2 separate regions of the Triticum aestivum genome follow, and region 2 is linked to region 1. A link is a contact called in public Hi-C data. All regions are on one chromosome and are shown on one strand. Each heading gives the region's core, a stretch centred on a gene start, on an enhancer-like site or on the middle of the called end of the contact. The rest is flanking DNA. Distances are from core to core; before and after follow the strand shown. Region 1 holds the start of LOC123155978 (ERAD-associated E3 ubiquitin-protein ligase HRD1). Region 2 holds the start of LOC123162586 (proteasome activator subunit 4).

What was found. Hi-C and Micro-C count contacts between places; a contact is called where the count stands out from the background.
Region 2: a Hi-C map of leaf shows a contact between it and region 1, with 4 times the contacts expected there. The contact joins the promoter of LOC123162586 here to the promoter of LOC123155978 in region 1. A contact is called at or near these places in 2 of 5 Hi-C or Micro-C datasets (both in leaf).

The regions. Positions count from the first base shown.
Region 1 is chr7B:155,033,563-155,039,441 of IWGSC CS RefSeq v2.1, forward strand. LOC123155978 (ERAD-associated E3 ubiquitin-protein ligase HRD1) reads right to left here and starts at 2,134. Exons shown (of 8, transcript XM_044574151.1): 1 at 1,826-2,134; 2 at 1,061-1,668; 3 at 12-188. The coding sequence starts at 1,593.
Region 2 is chr7B:155,440,020-155,445,898 of IWGSC CS RefSeq v2.1, forward strand. LOC123162586 (proteasome activator subunit 4) reads left to right here and starts at 3,698. Exons shown (of 35, transcript XM_044580359.1): 1 at 3,698-4,044. The coding sequence starts at 3,884.

The DNA of each region.
Region 1 (5,879 bases), core at 884-3,383:
AAAGAACTTACAGGAAGATCGCTATGAAGAATAGCATATATAAAGACAAGTGCACAAGGTCGCTGATAAGCTCCAAATAAAATGTATACACTGCTTTATTCTCCCATTGACCTTCCGCTAGCATGTCGCTGACATAGAATACATACTTCACGAATGTCGATACTGTCGATGTTGCCAGTATCATATACCTAAAACATGTTTTGCACATGTGTGAGCTACCATGAATCTCAATGTCTAGAAATAATACATCAGTAATCATCTGCAGATATTAAGAATAATAGAACTATTATAACCTGAAGTAAATAACGCAAGATTAATCATCAGCTCAATATGGTAGGTTTCTCGGGGTATAACTCAATATGGTAGTAACCTTGCCTGAAAGGCATGTCCCGTGCTTTAAAAAGCAATAATCAACAAAGAAATTCCATAACTGGTGAGATTTACCTCAGTTTAGACAACTGATCAAATGATTGGCACTGCTTTCACTTAAATGTATTGCTTAAACTTAGAAGAAGAATTCAACAAGTTCCTGGACTCAGATTTTGACAAATGACAATCATAACATATAAATGAAAGGATAATAGGCTTGATGTGGTAAACATACAAGAAAAACTATCCATGGTCTAGTGGATGCGCAAAATGAAATGTTAACTGTTGAGTGCCATAGCGTTAGAAGTTGCTAGATAAAATCGATGGCAAACATTACTTAAGAATGAGTAACAAGTAACATGTCATCCTACTAGTGCGTCTTCAAGCATATATATAACAAGAAATTCTGGTGTTTATCTGTGCTGTGCTGCATGTTTATTGAAAACTATCCACTTCAAATTCACACACGTTATATTAATCTGTCATATCATGAAAGAGGGGCTTTCCAGGAACAGTTCGCATTTTTCACTTCCACCCTTAGGTATACAACCAAAGCATGCCCTCCATATTTGAGATCAAACAGCTGATGCTTTTTTTTCAATTTGATCAGATGGATACTATTTGAAAGGTCGCGTGGCATAATAAAGATGCTATATTGCAAGCAAGTAAAGAGTGATTTATGAAAACTTACTCAAAGGAAAAGAAGATTGCAACAGATGCCTCCCGCTTCTGTATCAGCGACCCCAGCGAGTTCGCCAGGAAGAGGCAGTCGACGACAAGAAGGAATAGCATGAAGGACACGATCCTTATGTGCGACAGCATTGGCACGGAGGGTGTGGTCTCAATGTACTCGACCCTCTTCTGCGCAAGCCAGTGCAGAGCCTTGACGAGGAGCAGGGCGGCGACCATGGCGAGGAAAGAGACGGAGAAATCCTGGCGGAAGATGGTGACCGCGAAGAGGATCTCCACGACCTCACGCCACGACTGCTCGTTGAGCCGCTCGACCTCGGCCTCCCGGAGCGTCCCCAGGAAGACGCGCTTCACGAGCTGCCAGGCGACGCACATGGCGACGAGGCCCGTGTTGAGGAGCAGCACGAAGCATATCTTGGAGGTGGAGAGGTAGACCATGGCCGGGTAGAACTGCTCCCTGCTGCTGAACGCATAGTACACCGACGTTATCGTCGCCAGCAGGCTGAACACGGCGTACGTCTGCAACCGGATCATCTCGGCCGCCGCCCTCGGCGAATCCCCTCGCGAAAAATTCCGCCGGAAACCCTACGCGCGCCACCAGCGGATCACCTGGAGCAGAAAGCGAATATCAGCGGCCCGATCCGCAAAAGTTCTCTCTCGAATTTTGCGCAGATTGGGAGGTGAATCGAAGAGACGCGGCGCGCGAATCCATGCCCTAGGCGAGCAGGCTGCGTCGGAGTGCGGTAGCGTGCTCGTGGTGGCTTACCGATGCGAGGCTGGGGGGCGGTGCCGGAGTGAAATCTCGTCCCGGGATGCGGCGGCGCCCCTATCCGGATTTCGTACCCTTGTGATAGGTTGGATTGGGAGAAACTCTAGGCTGTGGGAGGGGAGATAGCATCAAGGTATTCCACCTGCGAGGACCATGTGAGTGAATTGGGTGCGGGGAGGAAGAGGGGGCGTGTTCGCTCGGGGAGAAGGGGGGTCTGCACGCCGGCTGCGAGGGAGGTGCGCCGGTGGACATGCGTCCTCGTGCCAGCACGGCGGTGGCGTGTCGCTGGCCAATGGGCGGCATCCACGTGTAGAAAAGACGTGTCATCTTCGGTCTTGTTTTTCTTTTTAATTTCTTTTTTCGTTTTTGAGGGGCTCAATCTTCGGTCACTACTCACTAGGGACCGGCAGGGAAAAATGAAGATATGAACCTCTACACTTGCCCAATTAATGTGGCAGGGTAAATTAGCGTCATGTGGATAGATTAGGAAAACAAATATTTCCCACTTTGGATATTTGGCTTCTCAAAATTACCGACCTTAAGAGTTCCATGAATTCCTAAAGTTTAGGATTTAATAACCGTTACAACATCCTAATCATCTGCTAAAACATCTAGTAGGTAATTGGCTGAACGTAAGAATACCTTGATTGCCCCGGTCATCGGAGACAAACGTGACGACCCTTGCCTGCTTGGAGCAGACATGGTGAAGGACCGCTGCAATCATCCGGGAAGTAGATCTGATTGCCCTGGTCATCGGAGACGAAGGTGACGAACCTTGCCTGCTTGGAGCAGAGTAGACATGGTGAAGGATCACTGCAATCATCTGAGAAGTAGATCTGTAGATGGCATCAGAAAGTCATCGGCACAGCCTTGCGGTGGCCGGCGATGGTGGTTGGTCTTCTGATCTCCTTTTACACTCTTTTTAAGATCGGCATTTGAGAATAGATGAACTTAATCAATACGCGCGCCCAAAAGGGCGGGTTGAGTGGCGCTGGCGTGTGGGTAGGTGGGGCAAATGGCGATGGCGGTTAGGTACGCGTGTGTGTGCGCGCCCAAGGGGCGGGTTGAGTGGCGCTGGAGCGTGGGGTAGGTAGGACAAATGGCGATGGGGGTCGGGTATGCGTGTGTGTGCGCGCCCAAGAGCGCGGCTTGAGTGTTACTGGCGCGTGGGGTAGGTAGGACAACTGGCCGACGGGATCAGATACACGTGTGTGTGTGTGTGTGCGCCCAAGGGACGGGTTGGGTGGCGCTGGCGCTTGGGTAGGATGGGGCAATTGGTGATGGCGGTCAAGTACATGTGTGTGGTGCCCAAGGGGCGGTTTCGCGTGGCGCGTGTGGGTAGGTGTGGCAAGTGGCAATGGCGATCAGGTACATGCGTGTGTGCGCGGCCAAGGGGCGGGTTGAGTGGCGCTGGCGCGTGGGTAGGTGGGGCAAGTCGCGATGACGGTCAAGCAGAGCGAGCAGGCAACAATCGAGTGGTGCGAGCAGTCACAACAATCGGGTTGGCAGCACAAAGAAGTATTCTTACTGAAGATGATGAAAAAACTGAGAGGGGAGAGGGGTAGTGGCGAAAAGATTTGTATATATCCGTAAGTTTAGCATTTTTGTAGCCGGACATTCTTAGATATGTAAAATTGGCCTTTTTTCTGGTGCCTATAAAAGACGACCCGGTAATAAAGGGGCAAATGGGTTGGATGGCAATTTAGCTAATCCATCTTTGAAGTGACAATTTTGATAAGCCACAAATTCAAAGTGGCAAATATTTGACTTTCTCCTAAATAAACCCATCCCAGATAACAGATTAATTTTCGAAATGAAATATATGTTTGAGTTCACATTTTTTTTATTTCGTTTTGAAAATTGTGCAGAATCACTGACCCTAGATAATAGATTATTTTCCGAAAAGAAATACAATTTTAATTCACATTTTTAGTTTGTTTCTAAAATTGCGTAGAATCACGATTACCCACCATAAATGAAGGTTGAACAATGTGACATATGACGCCCATTAATCAAGAAAAATAGTCTTACCTAGATCAAGAAGTGACAACTTGGTTTCGAGGGTTGTCCCTGGTTGTTGCATCACCCCAGAATGTTGCAAAAATTAAGACTTGTGTGTATGTTTTCTTATTTGCGAGAACTTCGTTTGGTAATTTGAACTACCATAAGAAAGATCAATACTGTGTGAAAGTGTTCGTTTGCTCTGTTTGCTCGTTAGTTCAAACGCTAGTACAGTTTGGTACTGGTCGTCTTTTGTAGCCGCCGTCTCCTCCGTCTCCTCCACAAAAGCTAGGGTTTTTGCCTCCCGCCGCCGCCGCCGCCGCCGCAGGTCCATCTCCTCTCCGATGGCCTTAGGGCCATGGGGGCGTAGTGGATCTCGGCAAGGGTCGGCGGGAGGGCTTCGTTTTTAATCGTTTCTTTCAGTTTTGCTAGGGTTTGTGTCCTGCTCAGGAAGACGAGACGGCGGCGGCTCCCTGAAGATGGAATAAAGGTCTCCCCGCCTAGCCCCCGTTCCGGCGATGCGTCTAGCATCATTGGTGGGCGTGTGGAGGTGTGTCTCCGGCGGATCTATCTTTGGTGGATTTGCTCGGATGTCGTCGTTGTTCGTCTACGTTCGTGTGTCTTCGGATTGGATTTTTCTGATCTACGTTATTCTTCATCTGCGGCGGTTGCTGTTCTGGTGCGCTGGTCCTATGGGACCTTAGCACGACGACTTCCCGACTGTCTACTACAACAAGTTGTGCCCGACTCCGGCGATGGAGGGGCGATGACGGCGGCGCGCCTTCGGCTCGCTTCAGTGCTGGTATTTGTCGCTAGATGGTCTACGGATCTGGATGTAATTTATATTATTTCTGGTATTCGTTGTACTGCCATGATTGATGATGAATAGATCGGAAAGTTTCTCGCAAAAAAAATAGTTCAAACGCACCCATGATGAACAGTAAAACAGAAAAATATAGTAAACAAAAATTTGGAAAACTGTTTTTTTCAACAAAGATTGACGAACTGTCTATGTACATGCAATTTTTTGTGAATAGAAAACATCCCTAATGTTCAGGGAAAAATTGCTCCAAAATGCTTTCCACTCCTGAACATTAGGGATGTTTTCTATTCACAAAAAATTGCATATGTAGGCAATTTATCAATGTTTTGTTGCCAAAGTAATTCAGATTTTTAACATCTTTTACTATTTTTTCATTGGGACAATTGCATTTTTACCCCTAGTTGGTTCCTACCCACGGGTTTTGCCCTTACTTTTCGAGCTTGCTCAGTTTTGCCCTTACTTTTTCCATCGAGGTCCTCGAATGCCCTTTGACCGTTTGACCAAAACTTTAAAAAATCATAACTAATTCATACGAACTTAGAAAAATGCAAATAAGATATCAAAATGTTCAGATAAACATTACCTTTATGGGCATATCATTTGCATTGAGGACAAAAACTTTGTTTAAACTACCCGAGGTAATTAATGTTATTAACATTATTAAAAATAAACAGGTATAAACAATATTTTTTCATGAATAAAAATTACATGCAAATGTAGGTGATGTTTTTTGAACATCCTGATAACTTATATGCATTTTTTTGAGTTTGTATCAACTTGTTATGAATGCTCTAACGACTTTGACCATTATTTGAAAACTTCATAACAAGTTGATACGAACTCAGGAAAATGCAAATAAGGTATCAGAATGTTCAGAAAACATCACCTACATTTGCATATAATTTTTGTTCATGAAAAAAATATTGTTTATATCTATTTATTTAATTACCTCGGGTAGTTTAAACGAAGTTTTTGTCCTCAATGCAAATGATATGCCCATAAAGGTAATGTTTATATGAACATTTTGATATCTTATTTGCATTTTTCTGAGTTCATATGAATTAGTTATGAATTTTCAAAGTTTTGGTCAAACGGTCAAAGGGCATCCGAGGGACCTCGATGGAAAAAGTAAGGGCAAAACTGAGCAAGCTCGAAAAGTAAGGGCAAAACCCGTGGGTAGGAACCAACTAGGGGTAAAAATGCAATTGTCCCATATTTTCATTTTAT
Region 2 (5,879 bases), core at 2,448-4,947, 410 kb after region 1:
AATTTAACACCATGATTCAAATTATAGTAATCAGGGCCCTCCATAAATGGGCAACTTTAAGGAAAGACCCTCCTTTTTACAACCTCCCCTAAATCCAAACCAGTACAAACCCTAGCTCGGCATCTAGAATTCACGAGGAAGATGTTAAGCCCCGAAAAGTTGAGCATCAAACCCTTAGGATTTCCCCAAGCCGGCTGCATGGCCGAGGAGATAGTTTGCATGTGAAGGGTATGAAGCTCTAATACCTTTTGGAGAGGAACGCTCGGGATCGGACAAATCGATGTCATTTGTATCATCCACGACAAATGCCTTCGTCTCGGCCATGGTTAGGCACAACCGGGCCATAAAATCCTTGCCCCTAACACTCAGACTCACTGTTTTCGTTGCCGGCAAATTTGATGTTGCGATTGTCACGCCCTTTCCCATGAGGGCTGGATTCATGGGGGTTCCAACACTGCTCGGGCTCGGGGAATCCTTCGCCCCACAAAGCATCCACCCCAACGTTCTTTGCATCATCCATCAACCCAAAACGGAAGCCTTCGGAAAACTAAGATCACCCCTTGATCACCCCGAGTCGCAATGAGGGAGAGAGCTAGCCGTCCAGACAAAGAAGCGGGGAAGGAGTCATAGTGAGGGAGCGAGCTAGCCGAGCAGATGGGAGCCGCGGGTAAGGAGGAATAACTCAGATGTTTTTTTAAAGATTAGATGTAGATCACACTCTCCGATGGAGTTCTTGTCCATGAAGCCATTGGTCGCCAGATTGCCGTGAAACCGTAGGAGACGAAACATTTTACTTCTTTAATACTCCTTCCGTCCCACAATATAAGAACACAAAATATAAGATCATAGGAGTACTTTGTAAAATATCTAGTCACCTATTTAATTACCATGAGTATGTATTATATATACTTACTAAAGCATGAGATCTGTATCATAATTTAAGCGGTGAGTATGATAATTGATTGTTAGTTTACACTCTCACAAGTACAACCTTAAGAGCATATTTAAGCGGAGCCCCATATCCTTCCTAAAGCCGGGCAGCCTGCCCGGACAACAAGTTACCAACCAACTCGACCACACATACTCATCCCAAACGTCCGGGCTAACCGGCACTCTCATACACAACCATATGTGGGGTGAACATGGGAGCGCCCAGATGCGTCCGCCATGTTAGAGCCGACCTATGCTGGCCCACCCCGACCTCACATAAATGCGTCCCTATCCACATCTTGGACCTATCTACATCTTGGACCAAAGTGTAGCCACACCACTTTACTTTTAGTCCGCCTCAAGTTCCTCTCTGACAATCTTCGATCTTCTCCGGTATGACGAGCAACGGTCAAACTCCAAGATCTCTGGATCTGTTGAGAGCTCGTCTAATGTCGAACCAGGAGGAGTTGGCCACTGGGAGCCAATATTTATTTTTAGGGTCCGACTATGTCACATCTAAGTTGACTTCATCATCTGTTTGTGCCCCCTGTACTGCTTTCTTTGTATTTTTTAAATAGTATATACACAAGAAAGCTGCCATGATTCACGTACAGCTACACGCTAAAAAAAGTTTGGCCGTGGCCGCTCGAACAAATAAAAGCTACGCATGCACACTACTGTAGATCAATCAATGCGCTTACTTGTGTGCTTGGTTTGAGGGTGAACTTGCAATTGGAAGAACTTGAGGGTGGACTTACAACTGGGACAAGTCCACCCTCAACTCATAACTTGGGCACAACCTTTATTTGTCCCAGTTGCAAGTCCACTCAACCGGGGCCCAACTTTTTTTGTCTCGGTTGCAAGTCCACCCTCGACTCGCAACCGGGGCCTATGCTTTTCTCTCCCAGTTGTAAGTCCATCTTCGACTCGCAACTCGGGCCGCCCTTTTCTGTCCCAGTTGCAAGTCCACCCTCGACTGGCAACTGGGGCCAGATCTTTTTTTTGTCTCAGTTGCAGGTCCACCCTCGACTCGCAACTGGGGCCTGACAGTTTTTTCTTCCAGTTGCAAGTCCATCCTTGATTCGCAACTGGGGCCCGACCTTTTCTTGTCCCGGTTGCAATCCCACCCTCTACTCGTAACTAGGAGCCGACCTTTTGTTTTCTCCCAATTGCAAGTCCACCCTCAACTCGCGACTTGGGGGGTCGTTGGCCCGTACGTGAGTTGAGGGTGGACTTCCAATTGGGAGAAAACAAAAGGTCAGCTCCTAGGTACGAGTTGAGGGTGAGACTACAACCGGGACAAGAAAACGGCCGGGCCCTAGTTGCGAGTCAAGGATGAACTTGCAAGTGGAAGAAAAAAATTGTCGGGCCCGAGTTGCGAGTTGAGGGTGGACTTGCAACTGGGACAAAAAAAGATCCGGCCCTAGTTGCGAGTCGAGGGTGGACTTGCAACTAGGACAGAAAAGGCCAGGCCCGAGTTGCGAGTCGAAGATGGACTTGCAACTAGGAAAGAAAAGTATAGGCCCCAGTTGCGAGTCGATGGGTGGACTTGCAACTGAGACAAAAAAAGTCGGGCTCCAGTTGCGAGTCGTGGGTGGACTTGCAACCGGGACAAAAAAGAGGTTGGGCCCAAGTTACGAGTCGATGTTGGACTTGCAACTGGGACAAAAACAAACTATAGGCCCAGTTTCGTGTCGATGATGGACTTGCAATTATGACTACACAAAATTACGATATCGGTTGCGAGTCAATTATGAATGCAATTGAGACAACTATAAAAGCCCTAGTTGCGAGTCAAAGATGGAGTTGCAACTGGAATAAAAAATCAACTATGGTCCCTGTTGAATTTCAATGTCTTTGGACTCCGATTTAAGGAAGGTTTTCAAGAAAAAATTGGAGAAAAAAACTACATAGGAATTGGGCCGGATGAAAAAGAAAAAATAGAACAAAGAAACTGAAGAAAAAAACACGTAAATGTTCTATGCACAAAACAAAAAAGAGACAAGACAAAAGAAAAAGAAAAAAAACAATAAAAAAAGTTGAAAGTTGCACATGGTGGGCCACTAGGCCTCTCGCACAAACACCATGCTTCCGACCAAAAAAATCTAAGAATAATAGTTGAAAAGTTGGAAAGTATGCTTAAAATGCAATGTAAAAACAAAAGGCAAAACTTCTGGTAAAAAGGATGGGAATGCGAGGGGTAGTGAGTAGAGAGTGTCGAACAGGAACAAAAGACATGAGGAAAAACATGCTGGCTCTATCATTTAATTCTCATGGCAGCCCACTGAAAAAAAGAAGCATATCTCTACATAGATCGGACCCAAACAAAGACAAAGAACAAGCCCAGACGAAAAAAGCAACCCAGACTCAAGTCAAAAACAACAACACGCTGCACATGCATGAAAACGGTGAAACAACTAGCGATCATAAAATTCATCTAAAAGAACTAGCGATTAAAAAAAGACTAGGGATCACATCTAGATTCAACGGTTTTGGACTTAGATGTGTGATAAGCACTTCTGGTGATAAGTATTTCACATCTACTAGATGTGAAATAGTAAAACCGTTCTTTTTGAGCCACAGCCTTAACCAATAATCGACAACCATGTTAAATAAAAATAATAATCGACAGTCATACTTGACCTCTAAGAAGAAACTAGAGAGTTTCAGAAAAAAATATTGAAGAGGAACTCGAGAAGTCCACCGTACACCAGGTCCACGCAGCCCCAGAGCCTGCGTCACTGATAACAGCAGCGCCCCCCTGCCTTGCCGCGGAGCACCGGTCGCCGAAGTCGCCCTCTGGCCTCTCTGGTCGTCGTCTCCCCCTCGCCCCCGCTCGTCTTGGGGGCGAAGAAAGAACCCGGCCGCTCATAAATACCCTCCCCGATTAAACCCCAAGCAGAAACCCACCACCCATTTCCGCCTCGCTTCGCTTCGCAAGCACACAGCGGCGATGCATCTCTACAACGCGTGGCTGCCCCCGGCGGTGGCGGATGCCGCGCGGGGGGAGGCGGCGGCCTTCGCCGGCGCGGTGCGGGCGGCCAAGGACGCGTGGCGCCCCGACGACCCCGACTCGGCCTACGCCACGCTCAAGTGGATCTCCGTGTTCGACCTGTAATTCCCTCGCGCCCTTTCCTCCGTACCGATTCGATTCGATTCGATGCGGTGCGATTCGATTTGCTTTTGGGATTTTATATGGACAATCGCCGGTCGCGTTGCTCACGTAATCTGGAGAGGTTTTGATCGGTTCCATTTCCATGACTGTGTGAAGGGTTAGCTTGGGGCTCGCGGTTGTGGAATTGTTGGCTGCGTAATCCCAAGCATCAAGCATCCACTCTCTGGAGCTTGTTCGGCTAAGCCGTGAATGGGATGAGCTCTTTTACGATGCAGTCCACCACTGTAAAACACAGTCAGAATTGGTTGCCCTTGGTGTACATTTATGGACTGTCACTGTGTTTTTGGGTAAAACACTTGCCACAAGGCTCACGGCCTAAGCTCTAATACCAAGCTCGTTTCTGAGCTTTGCCTGCCCATTTTTAGCATCTTAACAAAAGTTTTGATGATTAATTAGTTCATGAGGTGCTAATTAGCTACTACGAACTCTTTTGGGCACTAGCATGTAGCGGTGTCCGTCATATGTAATTGGTGGATCAGATTGAGGGATGCCAGGAGGCAGGGTCCATCTGAAATTATCTCTCTCGGTCTGTCAGTGGTTTGTTTGCAAATACTGAAGCGTTAGGGTCTGTTTGTAAATATTTATTTATGCTTTCTTTTGAATATAATCAGTGCAAATGCCATCTAATAGACTGTGACCCACCTGATTAGTTAGCATGTTAGTACCCAAAGGTGGATATACACTATATTCTGCCCCTTTGTATATTTCGATTTGAATGATTTTGTTACAGTTGGATAAAGTTGTCTTCAACCTGTGCCTCTGCACAGCAACTCCAAAACATATAAATTCTAAAATTGTCGTTGTGACATTTGATTTGTAGGAAGTACAACTGTAGAAAAACCTAAGGTTCCTGTAAAAGTATTTCAATTCAAGATATGGAACAGTTACTTTGGTTACATACGGTAGAGAAAAGCAATCATATCGCTTCAATTCAGTTTCTATTTAGATAGATTTTGAACGTGCATGTGTGCTTTAAAGTTAATTTATTTTGCGAGAAAAGCTGTATTATATATTTATATTACACTGTATGCTTTTGCAATTGTGTTATAGCCTGTCTCATTCAGATTTACATGCAATGTTCTGCCCAAGTTGTGTTTTCTAAAATTATACTGGGTTGTGATATTAATACTCTGGATTGATCTGTGAAGTAGTATTATAACGACTATGACTTATTAATTGGGCATGTGTTTTATGAGTAAAATATAGAATTTGTTTTGTTGATGGGGCTAATGAATTAAACTGCAAAGTTGATGGGCTACATATGAGATCTAAGACACAAAATACTCCCTCCGTCCGAAAATACTTGTCATCAAAATGGATAAAAGGTGATGTATCTCGAACTAAAATACGTCTAGACACATCCTCCTTTATCCATTTTGATGACAAGTATTTCCGGACGGAGGGAGTACTATACAGTTTAGATATATGGATTTGGTTTTCATTTTTAATATGTCAGTGCCTCAGATATTTTTTAATTGTCATGGGAATTTATAGTTATTTTCTATGTGGGGCCTTGGGAGGATATCGTCTTTGGAATTAGGCCGTGACTCCACAGGAGTCTCCAATTAATGAATATGCAACGATAAACATGTATCAATTCTTAACATGACCTTATTACAAAACCCTTCACTTCATAACACTGATTAATATATCAAAGTACACATGAGATTATAATGGCACTTTTATGTTACGTGCCACACATTTTCCCTTTCTCTCATTAACACAGCAATTTCAATTGTATATTGAAGTGAGGCTATACTTGGAAGGGCGCAAC